Regions from separate parts of the Mus musculus genome. Here region 1 is linked to region 2. The links are chromatin contacts, called in public HiChIP or PLAC-seq maps. All regions are on one chromosome and are shown on one strand. Each heading gives the region's core, a stretch centred on a gene start, on an enhancer-like site or on the middle of the called end of the contact. The rest is flanking DNA. Distances are from core to core; before and after follow the strand shown.

Region 1 (2,915 bases), core at 39-2,538, 410 kb before region 2:
GAGGCGGTAATGCTTACTATAATATACATGACACAGTATCATCAGAGATCTCCCTGGGGAGAGAAATTCTATGCCCAAGCATGTTTTATGCACATCTCTATTGGCAATCTTTCTCTCTGCTGTTTTGCCCTCTGAGGTAGCACTTGTATTCTACTTCCTCATGTGTGACAGAAATATTAGTGTGAGGAGTAATGGAGTCACTACATATTCACACGTAACATGTTGCTACCAAACGTCAAGCTCAAAACAATATACTTTTATTACCAGACCTTTGACAGCTGCTTGTTCTAAGCCAGAGAATAATAAGGTATGGCAGTCTAAAGAGTAGCTTGAAATGAATGAAGGACTTTGAAGATTTATGTGGTCTGCAGAGTTTTGGTTTTTGGTTTGTTTGTTTGTTTGTTTGTTTGTTTGTTTGTTTTTTTAAGGTCTTTTGTGGAGCGAAGTTCTCTATTCCTCATTAGGTGTTGCCTAGTTATTGTTCCTCTGAGCATCTTCCTAGGGTGCCTTCCAAGATGGAACTAGTGAATTGGAAAAGGGTGTATGGTGTGGTGTGGTGTAGTGTGGTGTGGTGTGTGTGTGTGTGTGTGTGTGTGTGTGTGTCTGATGTGTGTCAGGACAATGAAGCCACAGAGCACTTACTTCATTGAATCTCACAGCTGATGCACCTTTACTCCTGTCCTGTTATTTTGGTCACACAAACCAAGGTTGATACAGAGAAGACAACACTATGGTGAAAATGAGTAGTGAGACTGTTGGAACATGATTCCCATGGACATCACTTGAAAGTTTACCGTATCTTCATATTGTCCCTTGAAAGCAAGAGTTGTCACATGATCTTTTGATTTTTTCCTGACCCCAGCTGACACAGAACTGATGAGAATGGGATCGACCCTTTTAATTTTCTTCCACAGTTATAGAACCTTGGTTTAGAATAATAATAACAAGTGAACTCAGAAACTGTGAAGATAGGAAGAATATTATTTCAGAGAATTTTAGGAATTGCCATTTAAGTGTAAGTTCAGAGAACTGAATCCATTTCTGATGAAGGCCAATGTGGGAATTTACATGTTATGAAGGAACGTGGGCTACGTGACTAGAAGTTAAGTAATTAAAAAGAAAGAATGTATAAACACAACAAGAGACTCCATAAAACAGGATCCTGATAACCTCTTGATATGCATCGTGAGTCTCAGCCATGAGGAAAAGATCAGGTTTAGGTCAGTCAGGTCCAGATGTGTGTTGTCAAGGGTGGAGGTGACTGGCAATGTTTACATTTCATACCACAGCTGGATGGTTGCTTGGTTCCCTTTTCTAACTGCCTTCCAACTCCAAAGGCTCTTTCACTCTTACAGTCATAATTTTTCATTTATTTCCACAAAGACAAAAAAAAAAAAAAGCCCTCTGTGATCCCATGTGTATTAAACCAAAATAAGACACCATACAACACGAATGGGCAATTGAAAGAGTAAATCGGACTGTTTTTCAAAGAATCCAAAGTTGTATGAAATAAGATTTGTTTTTTAGATTACCTTCTTCATAAAAACAAAACAAAACAAAACAAAAAAACATCTATCTTGACAGTATCTGGAAGGTTCTTTTTTTTTTTTTTTTTTTTTTGGTTTTTCGAGACAGGGTTTCTCTGTATAACCCTGGCTGTTCTGGAACTCACTCTGTAGACCAGGCTGACCTTGATCTCAGAAATCCGCCTGCCTCTGCCTCCCAAGTGCTGGGATTAAAGGCGTGCGCCACCACTGCCCGGCACTGGAAGGTTTAAGCAGTCAAATTTCAACAATTATCACTGAGGCTAAAGCTCTATGCCTGGGGCTTTTGAGAAGGGTGCTGGTCTGCAAACTTCAAACTCTTGAGATTCAGGGCTACTGCAAAGCTCTCACTGAATGTTACTCTTGTAATGTTTGGAACTACTTGAAATGACATAAGAGTGAGATTTATGTAAAGTAACACAAAAATTTGCAGTTATTCAAGTAATGGTGGTATTCTGTTTAACTATGGTCATGTCAGATCCTCAGTGTCCTCTGACATTAGTTGCTTCATAGTCCAGTTCGTGCCTTCTACCACTGTGAAGACCTTTTACAGATATACATCCATTTTTTTCTAAAAACACTGAAGGAAATCACAGTAAAGAGCAGACACACAGTACCTTACAACGAAAAATAAACCTATAGCAATTACATAGATCAACACTTCTGCCTAAAGGGTAGTACAAGAGTTGGGTGGGTCATTAATCCTCATTTCTTTTCTGGAGAAACCAAGTTTGGATTCTAAAACATACATGTCAGCATGCAGACATCCATTACTCTGGTTCCATAGTATCTACTTCCATCTTATGCTCTCTGTGGGCAACAGGCTCACACACTATAAACACATATATACAGGTAAAACACTCATTTTCACAAAATTAGAAAAAAACTAAAAATGAGATGAATATATATATATATATATATATATATATATATATATATATATATATTGAGTAGAGTTGCATGCAGTTTGTTAAAAGTAGAAGGTCACTCAAGGAAAGAAGAAGACATTGAAGAACATGGGTTTGCCTTCTCAAATAAGAGTCTTAACTTAAATAATTTATCAGAAGCTCTAGGAAAGAGAAATAGAATAGGTTGGTAGCTATGGGTAAACAAGAGTGGGAATGTGAGACTCAAATGGGAAGGGGGAAGGAATAGGGAGTGTAGGAGGGACTAGAGAGAGGGACAGCTAAGACTAAGGGCCTTTTGAGGGATAATGTGGAAACCTAGTGGAGTAGAAGCTTCATGTGTATGTATGTGTGTGTATATGTGTGCATAATTTCTATGTCTACGTCTATGTAGGAAATCTAAATGAAAGAGAATGAGGGGGAGACAGAGCCCCAACAGGAAATCTCTCATCTTAAAAAAAAAAAA
Region 2 (3,110 bases), core at 439-2,938:
CACCACTGCCCGCCTGAACCATTATTTAATAGTAAATTTCTCAGCATTCACTTGTTTGAACAAATTGTGTGTGCTCTATATTATTTTTATTTATAATGCTCCATATGCCTTTGACTCAACATTTAAAATTCTCCAACTTGGATTAAATGCTAACCTCTGTTGCTTTTGTTTTCATTGTGTTTCTCAATATGAATGCTACTGATGCTTAGCAGTAACTCATATATTCCCTTTAGGAGGTTAATAGCCTCAATACCTAACAAGGTTTATAAGAAAATTGATAAACCAATTCTCTCCCCCTCTCTGTCTCTGTCTCTGTCTCCATCTCTCTCTCTCTCTCTCTCTCTCTCTCTCTCTCTCTCACACACACACACACACACACACACACACACACACACACTCACACCTTTCTCCATTTGTTTTTGTTTGTGTAATAAATATTCAGATATAGAAGAAGGTAACCTGGGCAGTCCAGACTTAGTTCGCACAGCTCTTACTTCAGTGGAAAAAGCCCAAGACCAAAATCCTAGAGACCTGATTTCTGACAATATCATGATGTCACTGACATCACACCCCACACTAAAGTGTTTCTGAATCCAAAAGACCCTTTGAGCACAACATATGTCAGGTTGGACTTGGCCTACAAAGGAGTCCTTTAAACCTATTCATGGTGAATATGAGCTTACCCCCCAAAGTCTCCACTATTCACTGCTTATGACAATATGGACCAGAGAACACACAGCACCAGGATCTGCTCAGCATCTGATGAGGGACACAGCAGGCATCACATACCACAGCAGGAGCATGCTAGCTCCAGGACCCTTTGCTCTTTTGTCAAGCCATACTATAGTCAATATGGAGATCCCACCTGTAGACTTCCTTTAACTTTAATTTTTATCTCAGAGATCCTACTCAAAAGTGCTATTGATGCATGAAAGGTGGGTGCACATTAGGAACAGGAACCAAAGTATAGATTGGTAAAATAACTTTCCTGCAAGTGGCCTCAAACAGCAGACATTGGACTTTTGAGTCTTAGCAGAACTCTTTCTCTTCCACCATGTGTATCAGCATGTAAGTGAATTTTTCTGGCACTTTCTTATGCAAAATAAAAACAGAGTTTGGGAAGAGCAGATACTGGGAATTGGGACTCTGCCTACTTCTGCCTTCTGAGGCCAATTCTACCAGGGATGATGTAAGCTGATATCTCTGAATATGACTTGATAAATTCAGGGGGGAAATTATAGCCAAGCATGGTGTTTGAAATGCCCATATTAACCATCCTTCTCCATAATTTGGTCCCTCAACTCATCGACAAACAACCAATATTTACTACGTTATGTCCTCTTTTCAATGTACCATCTCAGGCCAGGAGGAAAGAGGGGTACCTGAAAGAACCACGCTCTTAATTTGAATTCTGAGGCCTAATATTAAAGCAGAACAGGACAAAAAAAGTTTTCAGGACCTGGGGTTTGAAAGAAAGGCAGGATAGAGTCCTATTTCTGATAAAGAAATACACACTCAAGAGATCTGAGGTTTCAATGGCACATGCAGCCTCTGGATACAATATCATGATGTCACTGACATCACACCCCACACTAAAGTGTTTCTGAATCCAAAAGACCCTTTGAGCACAACATATGTCAGGTTGGACTTGGCCTACAAAGGAGTCCTTTCTGACGCATGTGACCACAGCACCACCATGTGTTGGCTCAGCATATGTACAGTTCTCTCATCAGAGGCACAGTTCTGTCCATGTCTTCTATGGATGTCTGAGAGATTCATTACCTCTAACCAGTTTGCTAGGTGTGGGGCAACGGAGGACACAGATGGCCTGGAATCCCCCTCTAGTTCCATGACCGAGCTATCCAAGGACGCAGATATCACAGCCCAGCACACGGACTTTCTGAGGTGTCACAATGCCTACATTTTACTCATAATAGAAGGTAAAAGTTATCAAGGCTAGAGCTATGAGACTCTGACAAGGCAGAGCACCATATATTTTAGACGATTGCTGTACCACATGCTTTGGACAAAGCAGAAGAGTAAATAACATAAGTGGACCAATCTTTATTTTCATTCCCTTTGTATGTGTCCATGGACATGTATGTCACATGTGTAAGGGTACACAAGGAGGACAGGAGAGAGCTGGACGCTCTGAATCTGGTTGTGGGTAGGTTTGAGCTGCCTGACATGAGTGTTGAGATCTGACCTAGGGTCTTCTGGAAGGGCAGCAAGTGGTCTGAACTGCTGAACCAAACCATGGAAGGCTGGTGGAGACTGAAAGGAAGTGTTGGAAGGAGAGATGGGGAAAGTATAAAACCAGCCAGGTAACTGACTTCCAATTCAAAGGAGCTTAGGATGAGACTAAGGGATGAAGGTGGACTACAGTGCTTACAAAAAGGAAAGAACAGTGATGTAGAGAACCCTGTGGGTGAATTGAAGAGAAGGTACAGAAGATAAGGTGTGCGACCAAGTGGAGCCTGGTGCATCCAATATGACAGCTGGACCCTTTGGACAGTGATGAATTCATTTAAAATGGCAAGTGACTGAACTGGGAGTTTGAGGGGAAGGGAAGACTAGGGTTACAAAGCTGTTGATTGCCTCTACCTCTCCCTACCCTCGCCCAGCTACACACACAATGGCAAGTGAAGGGGATATCCACAGAGCAGCAGAAGGCAGTGACTGGGAGATCTGGAACAGAGGCTGAGTGGAGTAGCCAGCCACAAAGGAGACTGGTGCACTGGGGCCAAGCTGGCTTGCTCACTCCATCGCTCTTTTGTACAGTTGGCTGCTGCCCCTGACAGAGTTCTCAGCCAGGATTTCCAGCGTTCTTGTCGGATGAGATGTGGAAAGTTGCAATTGCAGGGATCTGCTTCTGAGAGCATGTCTTTTTCTTGTTTTCTTTTCTTTCTTTCTTTTTTTTTTTTTTTTACAATAAAGATAAATTTATTTTGACTATCACGTGAAAAGAGAAAAGAATGATATGTGTCATAAGGAATTTTTTAAACATACAGAAAGATAGATGGACAAATGAATAGATGAATGGATAATAGATAGATAGATAGATAGATAGATAGATAGATAGATAGATAGATAGATAGATAGATAAAAGA

What was found. HiChIP or PLAC-seq counts read pairs in DNA pulled down with a chosen protein or histone mark.
Region 1: a RAD21 HiChIP or PLAC-seq map of pro-B cells shows a contact between it and region 2, with 9 times the contacts expected there. The contact joins two enhancer-like sites. A contact is called at or near these places in 2 of 15 datasets of contacts at CTCF or cohesin (large pre-B cells and pro-B cells), 8 of 484 Hi-C or Micro-C datasets (B cells, Th1 cells, bone marrow-derived DN3 thymocytes and 3 more) and 4 of 115 datasets of contacts at active chromatin or transcription factors (CD8 T cells, Th17 cells, embryonic stem cells and 1 more).

Annotation. Positions count from the first base shown.
Region 1 is chr15:9,860,349-9,863,263 of GRCm38.p6, reverse strand. No RefSeq gene overlaps it. Among named protein-coding and RNA genes, the nearest start is that of Spef2, 110 kb to the right of the region's middle. Within about 2 kb of position 1,288, at least 10 of the 459 cell types and tissues checked have an H3K27ac peak or open chromatin away from gene starts, as enhancers often do. A contact at or near this core is called in pro-B cells, where this site is marked.
Region 2 is chr15:9,454,024-9,457,133 of GRCm38.p6, reverse strand. The region is part of intron 1 of Capsl (calcyphosine-like); the gene reads right to left. Among named protein-coding and RNA genes, the nearest start is that of Capsl, 20 kb to the right of the region's middle. Within about 2 kb of position 1,688, at least 86 of the 459 cell types and tissues checked have an H3K27ac peak or open chromatin away from gene starts, as enhancers often do. A contact at or near this core is called in pro-B cells, where this site is marked.